Regions from separate parts of the Pan troglodytes genome. Here region 1 is linked to region 2. Evidence: chromatin contacts called from public HiChIP or PLAC-seq data. All regions are on one chromosome and are shown on one strand. Each heading gives the region's core, a stretch centred on a gene start, on an enhancer-like site or on the middle of the called end of the contact. The rest is flanking DNA. Distances are from core to core; before and after follow the strand shown. Region 1 holds the start of SSH1 (slingshot protein phosphatase 1). Region 2 holds the start of SART3 (spliceosome associated factor 3, U4/U6 recycling protein).

Evidence for each region. HiChIP or PLAC-seq counts read pairs in DNA pulled down with a chosen protein or histone mark.
Region 1: a contact with region 2 is called in an H3K4me3 HiChIP or PLAC-seq map of stem cell-derived excitatory neurons, with 4 times the contacts expected there. The contact joins the promoter of SSH1 here to the promoter of SART3 in region 2. A contact is called at or near these places in 1 of 7 Hi-C or Micro-C datasets (stem cell-derived neural progenitor cells) and 1 of 1 datasets of contacts at active chromatin or transcription factors (stem cell-derived excitatory neurons).

Annotation. Positions count from the first base shown.
Region 1 is chr10:115,665,266-115,670,927 of NHGRI_mPanTro3-v2.0_pri, forward strand. SSH1 (slingshot protein phosphatase 1) reads right to left here and starts at 1,273. Exons shown (of 15, transcript XM_016924125.4): 1 at 1,063-1,273. The coding sequence starts at 1,131.
Region 2 is chr10:115,366,482-115,371,677 of NHGRI_mPanTro3-v2.0_pri, forward strand. SART3 (spliceosome associated factor 3, U4/U6 recycling protein) reads right to left here and starts at 3,639. Exons shown (of 18, transcript XM_016924118.3): 1 at 3,003-3,639. The coding sequence starts at 3,314. It overlaps ISCU (iron-sulfur cluster assembly enzyme), which reads left to right and starts at 3,611. Exons shown (of 5, transcript XM_509343.5): 1 at 3,611-4,890. The coding sequence starts at 4,777.

The DNA of each region.
Region 1 (5,662 bases), core at 23-2,522, 300 kb after region 2:
GGCAACAGTGCCCTCAATCAACCCCAGAGGAAAAAGTGGCCAGGCAAACGGACCTGGGCCACACACAGACCCACAAAAACGCGCACAGTGCCAGGACACGCAACCCAGGAATGCACCTATGCAATCACCCAGAATGGGTCACAGCCACACAGAAAGATAGATGCACATAAACACACAGGCCTGAGTGATGTTACAGAAAGGAAAAGCCAGACTAAGGCTGCACACACAGACGTGAGACACAGCCACACAGAGCCCACAGCACGCTCGGTCACCGTCACACAGTGACACAGGCACGCCTACAGACAGAACTCCAGAGGCGGCACGCGGGGAAACAATCTCACACGTTTGTAGGGGCACTCCCAGATGCCTGTCTCACGCTGGCACAGTCCCCGGACGGCAGGTCAGCAACAGTCACATCTCACATCGCACAGCCAGGCAGGCATACAGGCAAAGGGCCTAGAACTACCCGGGCCACAGGTCTCAGAACCAGCGGCTCACGCAGTCACCCAATCAAGGGTCCCAGTTGCACATCCAGTCACCTCTGGACCCTGGTCACACTGCAGAGTCACTCACAACTGGGAGTCCCGACAGACGCACAGTCCTCCCCAGACAGAGGTCAACCCAAGATGGGGGTCACACCTGAAATCACAGTCCCCACACAATCACGAGGTCACATCTGCACACACAGTCTCTGCACAGTCACCCTCAGGGGTCACAACGCACACAGTCTCCGCCTAACAGGGGGTCACCCCAAGATGGGGGTAACCCCCTGATGTGGGTCACAGCGCACACACAGTATCCTGCTGACACTCCCAGAGGGGTCGCACTGCATACACAGTCCCTGCAAAGTCGCCCCCCGATAGGGGTCACACCGCACACAAAGTCCCCGCACAGCTCCCCCAGACAGGGTCACATCGCACACAGTCCTCGCACGGTCACCCCGGTCCGGCTGCCCGGCTCTGTTCCTACGGCGGGGCCCCCAGGAGCCCGCGCAGCCGCCCCCCTGCCCCGCACGCGCGGCGTCCGGCGGCCCAGGCCGGGCGCGGCGAGCCCGGGGCTCACCTCGCTGTTGCTGGCCGAGGAGGAGGCGGCGCTGGGCGTGGGCGAGCGCTGCAGGGTCACCAGGGCCATGGCTGCGGCGCGGTGCGAGGGCGCCACAGACGTCTCGAGCTAGAGCCGCCACCGCCACCGCCGCCCGAGCCGGGCCCGGGGCCTCCTGGAGCCGCGCGCGGGCGGCCGGGCCGAGCCGGGCCGGGCCCGCCCCTCCCCTCCCCCTCGGCGTCGCCACCGCCCCCGCCCCCAGCTCCCGCCTCCCGCGCCGGCGCGCGCCGGCCTCAGTGCGCGGAGTGGGCGGGGAAGCGGGCAGGGCGGGGCGAGGAGGCGCGCGTGCGCGGGGGCCCTGAGGGCTGCCCGAGGCCTCGGCTGGTAGATCACGTCCCTCGCGCGCCCGACACACGCGCCCCCGCCCGCGCGCCCCGCCATCTGGCCTGGGACTCGGGGGCGCGCGCGCCGCCGGGAGCCCGTACGCCCCAGGGGCCCTGCCCGCTGCTCTGCCTGGGGAAACTGAGGCCCGGCGACCGTGCAGACAGGACTGTACAGCGACCAGGAAATAAAAGACGTCCTGGGGCCGGGCGCGGTGGCTCACGCCTGTAATCCCAGCACTTTGGGAGGCTGAGGCGGGCGGATTACGAGGTCAAGAGATCGAGACTATCCTGGCCAACATGGTGAAACCCCGTCTCTACTAAAAATACAAAAATTAGCTGGGCAGAGTGGTGCGCGCCTGTAGTCCCAGCTACTCGGGAGGCTGAGGCAAGAGAATCGCTTGAATCTGGGAGGCGGAGGTTGCAATGAGCTGAGATCGCACCACTGCACTCCAGCCTGGGCGACAGAGCGAGACTCGGTCTCAAAAAAAAACCAAAAAACAAAAACAGTAAGCAAAATAGATTCGCCTAATTTTGCAGAGGTTAATCAAGTTATTAGGCACGTTTTTAAAAAAGTATTTTGCTAATCTTTTTCAATGAATTCTTTCTGGGTGTTCTGAAACCCAGCCAACTCCTTGGAGGTCAGGGAAGGCTTCCCAGAAGAGCTTTATTCTGAGGCTTGGGCTTGAGCATAAGCAGGATTAACAGGTGAAAGAACGGAGAGACAGCTCTCCAAGCAGGGGGGATCAGCGTGCCCTGAAGCAGGAAGAAGTTTGTCAACCGGAGGCCAGCACTCAGGGAAGGGAAGAGGGGAGGAATGGCTGGAGTCTCCATCCTCTCTGGAAAGATCGCTCCGGCTGCTGCGTGGATGAGGGACCACGGGGCAGTGGGCTGAGGGAGACCAGGGAGGAGGCTGCTGCTGTTGTCCCGGGGAGAGGTGACCAGTTATGGGGATGGAGAGGGGAACATGGAATAAGTTACCAAGAAGGCAATTCTGGCTTGACTTAGTAGTAGGAAACTTTTCTTTTAGCCAAAATCTCATCTCCCGGCTCCCACCCCCAACCTCTGCATGTTGCACAAGCACTCGCAAACGCAGTGGTCCCAGCCTGCCCCGCAGCTTAGCAAATTTGTCTTACTGCCCAACAGGAAACCCACGCAGCCTCCTGGATTCTTCCCCGTCCCTCCCTCTGTCCTGGGGCTGTGACCTCCTCCATATTATTCACAGGGTCTCAGCACGATTCATCTCAAAGGTGATTCTAGTGGGGGGCACTGTAGCTTCTACGGAGCGTTTCTAAGAGGGGATTTGTGGGAATGTTTGTGGTTGTCTTGCTGATGGAGGGGGAGAGCTCCTGGCATTTAGAGTGCAAGAGCCTTGGATGCTAAATGTCTTCCAATGCACTGGACAGTCTCCCCAAGAAGAATTGCTCCATTCCCACAAAATGTTTCCTGGGTGAAAAACCCATTTATAGTAATCTGAAGCCAGAACCTAACTCCATTTCATACATCAACACTAGTCTTCCTTCCTTCCTTCCTTCCTGCCTGCCTTCCTTCCTTCCTTCCTTCCTCTCTTTCTTTCTTTCTCTCACTTTTTTTCTGAAACAGGGTCTCACTCCCATCACCCAGGCTGAAGTGCAATGTCACAATCATAGCTCACTGCAGCCTCCATCTCCCAGGCTCAAATCATCCTCCTGCTTCAGTCTCCTGAGTACTACAGGTACACACCACCACACCCAGCTCCTTTAAAAAAAAAGTTTAACTATGTTGCCCAGGCAATCCTTCCAAAGTGCTGGGATTACAGGCAGAAGCCACCATGGCTAGCCTAGTATTTTTTACTGAATTTTCAGAAAGGTGACTATGTTGAAACCCTGTCTCTCCTAAAAATACAAAAAATTAGCCAGGCGTGGTGGCGGGCACCTATAATCTCAGCTACTCAGGAGGCTGAGGCAGGAGAATCACTTGAACCCGGGAGGCAGAGGTTGCAGCAATCTGAGATCGTGCCACTGCACTCCAGCCTGTGTGACACAGCAAGACAGAGAGAAAGAGAGAGAGAAGGGAAGGGAGGGGAGAGGAGGGGAGAGAAGGGGAGGGGAGGGGAGGGGAGAGGAGGGGAGGGAAAGGAAGGGAAAATATACTTTGTTTTGCTTGAGAGTTTTGTCAAGAGTTGTTCATCCATCCTTAGGGAAAAGGAGGTAATGGATGGCAATGCCTCTGCTAATATTACAGCATCCCACACAAGGTGCCCACAACTGTAGCTGCACTCTAGGTAGACAGACAGTCATAGGTACTTAAATGTCAAATATAAGGCAAAATTGTGGACAAAATTCAGTTGAGTAGAGAATATTTTATTTCTCAAATCCAAGCACATTGATTATTGGCAGGCCCATGCTTCTGAGATGCCCCTGTGTCCTCTCAGGGAGTAGTGGCTGAGCATTTCCACATTGTAATGCATGTTGTTTCATTATGATTTATTTTTCTTTTATGTCTCTCTTACATTAGTTTTCAAATTTGAGAGTTTGAGAATCCCCTGGAGAAAATACAGATTGCTAGACCCCACCTCCCAGAGTTTCGAATTCACAAGGTTTGCTGTAGGGCTGGAAAATTTGCACGTCTAACAAATTCACAGGCAATGCTGATGCTTCTGTCTGGGGACGACAGTCTGAGAACTACTGCCTATACGAATGCAATGGCCTCTTCACCAAGAAATTCCTACCTAGATCTGATCCTGGTACCCGTCCGTGGCCCCCAATCCTAATCCCCCTGCTCTGGCCCGCCTGCTTTTCCACTCACCCCAACTTTTTTGGAGGCAGTCTCCACCCCTTCTCACTTCCTTTTAGAGCTGAGAGCCCTTTTCTTCCCCACAACTAACTCTTGCTAGAAATCACCTCCAAAAAGCTTTCCCTGCCCCTTAAGCAGTGTCATTTCCAGGATCTCGTAGCCCTCACCCTACCCTTAAACACACAGCAAGTGTCAGTCTGCCTTATCATAATGGGTCCATCTCTCTGTCTTGTCCCATTACCGTAGAGCCAGGAACGGTCCCTAAGAAAAGCCTCAGGAGTCAGGCTGGGGCCAGCGTGAGGGTGCAAAATGTAAGAGGGTGCCCCCAAAAACTCAATGATTAAGATAAATAGTATTTTAATGCAATATTTTAGAAAATCAAAATTAATGCCAAATCCATGATGAAAAAAAATTTTTAAAATTTGCTTTTTTTTTTTTTTTTAATTGAGACAGAGTCTTGCTCTGTTGCCCAGGCTGGAGTGCAGTGTGGCACAATCTCTGCCTCTTGGGTTCAAGCAGTTTTCCTGCCTCAGCCTCCCGAGTAGCTGGGATTACAGACCCCCAACACCATGACCGGCTAATTTTTGTATTTTTAGTAGAGATGGGGTTTCACCATGTTGGCCAGGCTGGTCTCAAATTCCTGAAATCAGTGATCTGCCTGCCTCGGCCTCCCAAAATGCTGGGATTACAGGTGTGAGCCACTGTGCCTGGTCAAAATATTTACAAAAATTTTTTAAGAGCCAAGGTCTCATTCTGTCACCCAGGACAGGGTGTAGTGGTGCAATCCTAGCTCACTTCAGCCTTGAACTCTGGGCTCAAGCCATCCTCCTGCCTCTGCCTCCGGAGTACCTGAGACTACAGGTGTACACCACCACGCCTGGCTGACTTTATTTTTGGCAGAAACTGGGTGTTGCTATGTTGGCCAGGCTGGTTTCAAATTCCTGGCGGCACTCAATCCCCCGACCTTGGCCTCCCAAAGCGTTGGGATTACCGGCATGAGCCACCACACCTGGCCAAAGTATCAAATTTTTAAATAAAAATGGCATCAGTACTGTGTCACTGATTCTTCCACTTACTTCAGACTTCAGTGTAGCTCAGCAAAGCACTTTTACTGATCCTGTCTTTATTTGATTCTTTTACAACTTTGGCCATTCTAAAGCCTTTTGTGAAAATGGCCTGTGGTTCAGCTGGGCATGGTGGCGTGCACCTGTAATCCCAGCTACTCGGGAGGCTGTGGCAGGAGAATCGCCTGAAACCAGGAGGTAGAGGCTGCAGTGAGCTGAGATCGTGCCACTTTTGACACTCTGTCTCAAAAAAAAAAAAGGAAGCCTGTCGGCTTGACTTCAGTAGCCTCTGATGGGGTGGAGTGGACAAGGGGAAGTGAAAGCTCCCAGGCCTCAGTCAGGGCAGGTCCCAAGAAGCCCTGGGCATGGAGGAGGAGAACAATCCAGTAGAGGCAGCTCTGA
Region 2 (5,196 bases), core at 2,389-4,888:
TAGACAGATACCACAGCAAACTGCCAGCTTCCATAAAATATAATCAAGGCCACGTGCAGTAGCTTGCGCCTGTGATCCGAGCACTTTGGGAGGCTGAGGCAGGAGCATCACTTCAGCTCAGAAATTCAGCACCTGCCTGGGCAACATAGTAAGAACCCATCTCTACAAAAAAAAAAATATTTTTAATTAGCCAGGCGTGGGGGTGCATGCCTGTAGTTCGAGATACTTTGGAGGATGAGCTGGGAGGATCACTTGAGCCTGGGAGGTCCTAGCTGCAGTGAGCCATGATCACACCACTACTCCAGCCTGGGCAAGAGTGAGATGCTCTCAAAAAAAATAAATAAATAAACACTGAGGGATGAGAACCAGAACTCTCAAATATGGCAAGGCCAAGTTTCTCACAGACCTATTTGGAAGCAATTCATCATTATGCTCCGCCATAAAAGCAGTTACAGCAGGAAGAAGCAGCTGTGGGATCAGGATGAGGTGGGTGGGAGGCTTGGAGAAACTGGACAAGTCCATTTCTAGACCACAGGACAAAGAGGATAAGGCCAGAGGGTCTTCAGTTCATCACTTGCCAGGTCCTATCCTGTGTGGTCACATTCTAAACTCCACCCCATCCTTGGTGATCTGTGGCAGGACAGGCAACTGCAGAGTACTAGTGGCCAGAGACCTCTGCTCTCCCCTTTCTTGCTCTTTAGCAAGCTGTGTACCCTCACCAAGGACTTAACCTCTCTGGTCCCAAATCTCTCTTTCCCCACCTCACAGAATAGGCTCATCGAAAGGCCCAGGACTAGCAGTCTGAAGAAATGACATCAACAAGGGCAGGGACACAGTCAATCTGGTACCCAGTGTCACGCTGTGTTTGCTGAATGAGTAAGACTAAATTAGCTTCAGCACACTTATTTATAAAAAGTAGAGGGCGGGCGCGGTGGCTCACGCCTGTAATTCCAGCACTTTGGGAGGCGGAGGCGGGCGGATCACGAGGTCAGGAGATCGAGACCATCCTGGCTAAAACGGTGAAACCCCATCTCTACTAAAAATAGTAAAAATTAGCCGGACTTGGTGGCGGGCGCCTGTAGTCCCAGCTACTCGGGAGGCTGAGGCAGGAGAATGGCATGAACCCGGGAGGCGGAGCTTGCAGTGAGCCGAGATCGTGCCACTGCACTCCAGCCTGGGCCACAGAGCAAGACTCCGTCTCAAAAAAGAAAAAAAAAAAAAAGTAGAAATGCTAACCACCTGCCAACCCCAACAGGTTCCTCTGACAATCAGATGTAATGGGTGGGACAAGCTATACCAATGGATGACATCACTATCTCATAACAAAAATATCAGTGCCAGAGAGAGTATTATAAGGAAACTGACACTCAGTAAGGTTTAATGAGTAAACTAGATTAGCAACTTCACATTCACTGAGTGATTTCACATCCAGTGTGGCATCTAGTCCACATTTTAAGTGTAAATCCCACTATGAATAACTTAAAGGAAATCATTTCATCATTTGTTCTGAACCTCTGTTTCTTCATCTGTAAAAAGAGAATGCGGGCCGGGCGTAGCGGCTCACACCTGTAATCTCAGCACTACGGGAGGCCAAGGTGGGTGGATCACCTGAGGTCAGGAATTCAAGAGCAGCCTGACCAACATGGTGAAACCCCGTCTCTACTAAAAATACAGAAATTAGCCGGGCGCAATGGTGCGTGCCTGGATCCCAGCTACTGGGGAGGCTGAGGCAGGAGAATCGCTTGAACCAGGGCGGCAGAGGTTGCAGTGACACGAGATGGTGCCATTGCACTCCAGTCTGGGTGACAGGGCGAGACTCTGTCTCAAAAAAAAAAAAAAAAAAAAGAGAGAGAATGTGCTCCATCTCTTCTGTTTGCCCCCTCCAAAAAACACCCTACCCTCTCCTCCCTGCCCTGTGTCCCCGAGTATAGACCTCATGTACAGGTTTCCTGGCTCTCCAGCTTCCGGATGGGTCTGCCCAGCAGGAGGCACCAGCAGAAGTTTGGTGGGAGGAAGAAAGAGAGGTCAGGGTATTTCTTCCCCCACCTCAATCCTTGACAGGAAACTGGGGCTGCTTCCCTTGAACAAAGTTATCAGCAGGTCTCAGGTGCCCTCTCCACACAATTCAGATCACACCCTTCACCCCTTCCAGCCCAAAGATGGACACCAGGTTCTGGAGTTATCAGCCATGGGATACTAAACTTTCACTCCCGATTTCCCTACCCACACCTTTATTGACTTTCTCTCAGATCATCCTAATTTAAATGTGCCACCTATTTCCTGCTGAGATCCTGGATTATACAGTAGATATCACCACCTCATAAGGTTACAAGTGAGAGACCATGTTATGACTAGATGCTAGGCACTGAGCTATGGTTACTGTTACAACAATTATATTATGCAGAAATTGTTGCTCCCAATCTGCAGATAAGGAAGTCGAGAGGGTGAGAGAAATTAAGAAATTCTTACAAGCACATACAAGAGTTGAATAGCTAGAACTGAGGCCTTAACCTCCAGAACCAGAAACCTTTCCATTTCTATTATCACCATCGCGGTCAATATTTTTCTTACCACAAGTTTCATCATCGCCGTCATTCCTACATAACAAAATAACACTCTCTTGCGAATGAGTTTATTTCTACTGTTGGACGTGTGGTTAAGAGTGGGAGTTCTGGAATGGGATCAAAGTACAAGGCCTGACTTGCAGAAAGTGTTATCCTGAGCAAGAGACTTTCCTCCACGAGCCTCAGTTTCCTCCAGTAAAATGGGGATAGATAACAGGGCTTCCTTCACAGGGTCGTGGCGAGGATTCAATGAGATAACGTTTGCAAGGCAATGGGCAGGCAGTAAGCACTCAAATCCGACAGGAGCTACTGTCACGAAAAGCGGGTTTGCAGCCTTGGCGGCTTTATCGCCGCCGAGGACTAGGGAGGCGGGCCAGGACATGGGGACCCGAGGACCTGAAAGACTGGAAGATGCCCGCTGCCCACCCCCGGGCCCACCTGCTCCTCCAGTCTCTCAATCTCCAGCTGGTTTTTCTCCTCCTCTTCGTCATATTCCCACTCGTACTCCCCGGGGGAGCTCTCCGCGGAGGAAGCCATGGCGTACTCATCCCCATCGCTCTCGCTCACGCCTTCCTCCTGCTGATCCCACGCTGGCCCCATGGTCTTGTATGTCGCAGCGGCCACAGCCCGCGATAACACCTTCCTCCTTGTCCTAGCCGCCTTAACCTCATCCTCCTCTCCGTCAGCCTTGGGCCCAGCCTTGGACTCAGCCTCGGGTTCTGAAGCCGAGGTTTCGGCCGCAGTCGCCATCTTGCGCTTCTAATGACTCTCGGGTCTTCCCGCGGCCGCGGAAGACAGGCTGAGGCAGAAGCTGCCCGCGGCGCGCGCCTTATCAAAAGCCCGTTTTCTTGCCATTGAAAGAGAAACTGGGAACTTAGATAACGGGAAAATCTCCACATACACTAAATTCACATTATTTTATACCCTTGTAAAAGCTCCCACCAGATAAAAAAACTCATTATAATGGCATGCGTTCCGCCACAACTTCGGACAGAAGTTGGGTCTTTGGGCAGGAAGTGGAAGCCATAGAGGAAGTCATGGAGCGAGAGTGATGTCTGTAGTGAAGAATTTGGCGCCATCTTGAGAAGGTCAAAGTGATTCTTCGATTAAATGCCTTACTTATCGCCTAGTGTGACCTGGCGCTTGGGTTTACTCTCCCCAGCAACTGCGCCTCAAACGCAAAGAAAACTGCAGGTCCTCGGGGAAGGATCGATTTCACCATTCAAGAGAAAAATCCATTTCCCAGATTCCTCCCCTTTATGTAAACGTCTGGTACCTAGTAGACGTTAAATACACGTGAGTTTTCCGGTTTTATAAGATCACATACTGCAAACCAACAGTAAATTACATTAATACGCATTTCTTTAGAAATTCTTAATTGCTAGGCACTGACATATAAATTGAGTTTGCTGTTTAGAGAGAAAAATAGACATACTTTTTTTTTCAATCAGGACATGGTATTCGTTTCCTTCTTAAGCTTCCCACTTTTGAGGTAGGAAAGTATTGGTGTGTGTCTCTATCTCTACCTTGCTCCCTCATTAGCAGGCTTAATGGGCAGGAATTATGTCTGTTTTGCTTTCCGTTGGATCCCCGGGTCTAGTAGAGCGCCTTGACACATAGTAGGTACTCGACACAGATGCTGGCTTCATGATGAAGCAATTGTCCTCGAATTAATACAAAAGGGAAGATTCAGACTTAGCGAGCCGGTACCATTCGTCTAGGGACACACAGCCAGGAAGGAACCGAACCAGGATTCTAACCCAGGATTACCCAAGTTCGAATTCTAATTGAACATAAGTCCTTAGCGACCTTGGACGGAGTTACTAAACTGCCCTGAATCTCGGCTTCCTTAGCTGCAAAATAGGGTTAGGAAAAGTGGACTCGGTGCTCCTCTGCGCCGCATTCCCGCAGCGGGCTTTGTGAAAGCGAACTTGAGCCCCACACTGCAGAAGCCTGAGGTCCTGTCTCAACCAGAATCCAGCACCCAGGACAAGCCCTCCAGCGACTTCAGACCTTCCCGCTCCCGACCCCGCCCGCCCCCGAGAGGCGTGGTCAAGGCGGGGCCAGAAGGCGGACGCGTGCACGGAGCGGTAAGGCGCAGGCGCAAAGCTTCGGTGACGACAGAGAGGCGCGCTCCCAGCTCGGAGCCGACTCGCAGACGCGCCCCGCCCCTCGGCGTCGCTCTGGACTGGCGCAGGCGCAAGCCGGCAAGATGGCGGCGGCTGGGGCTGGCCGTCTGAGGCGGGCGGCATCGGCTCTGCTGCTGCGGAGCCCCCGCCTGCCCGCCCGGGAGCTGTCGGCCCCGGCCCGACTCTATCACAAGAAGGTAGGGACAAAAGAGGCGACGCGCGGAATGCCGACTCGGCGGAGGCCTGGGCTGGAGGGGCGGCCGCGGGGTTCTGCGCAGCTAGGACTGGGAGCTGTCCCCTCCTACGTCTTTGCCCTGACTCGCTTTCCCTTGCTGCGCAGTGGGGCTCACTGCAACTGATAAACAACAGTTACCGCTCATCGGGCGGCGACTTCCAGGGGGCCCCGCCGCTGGCCGCGACTTCGTGCGTCCCAATTTTAAATTCGCCAACAGCCCAGGAGGCAGGGTCCTGTTGGGACTTGTCTTTCTGAGTCCAGGGACAGA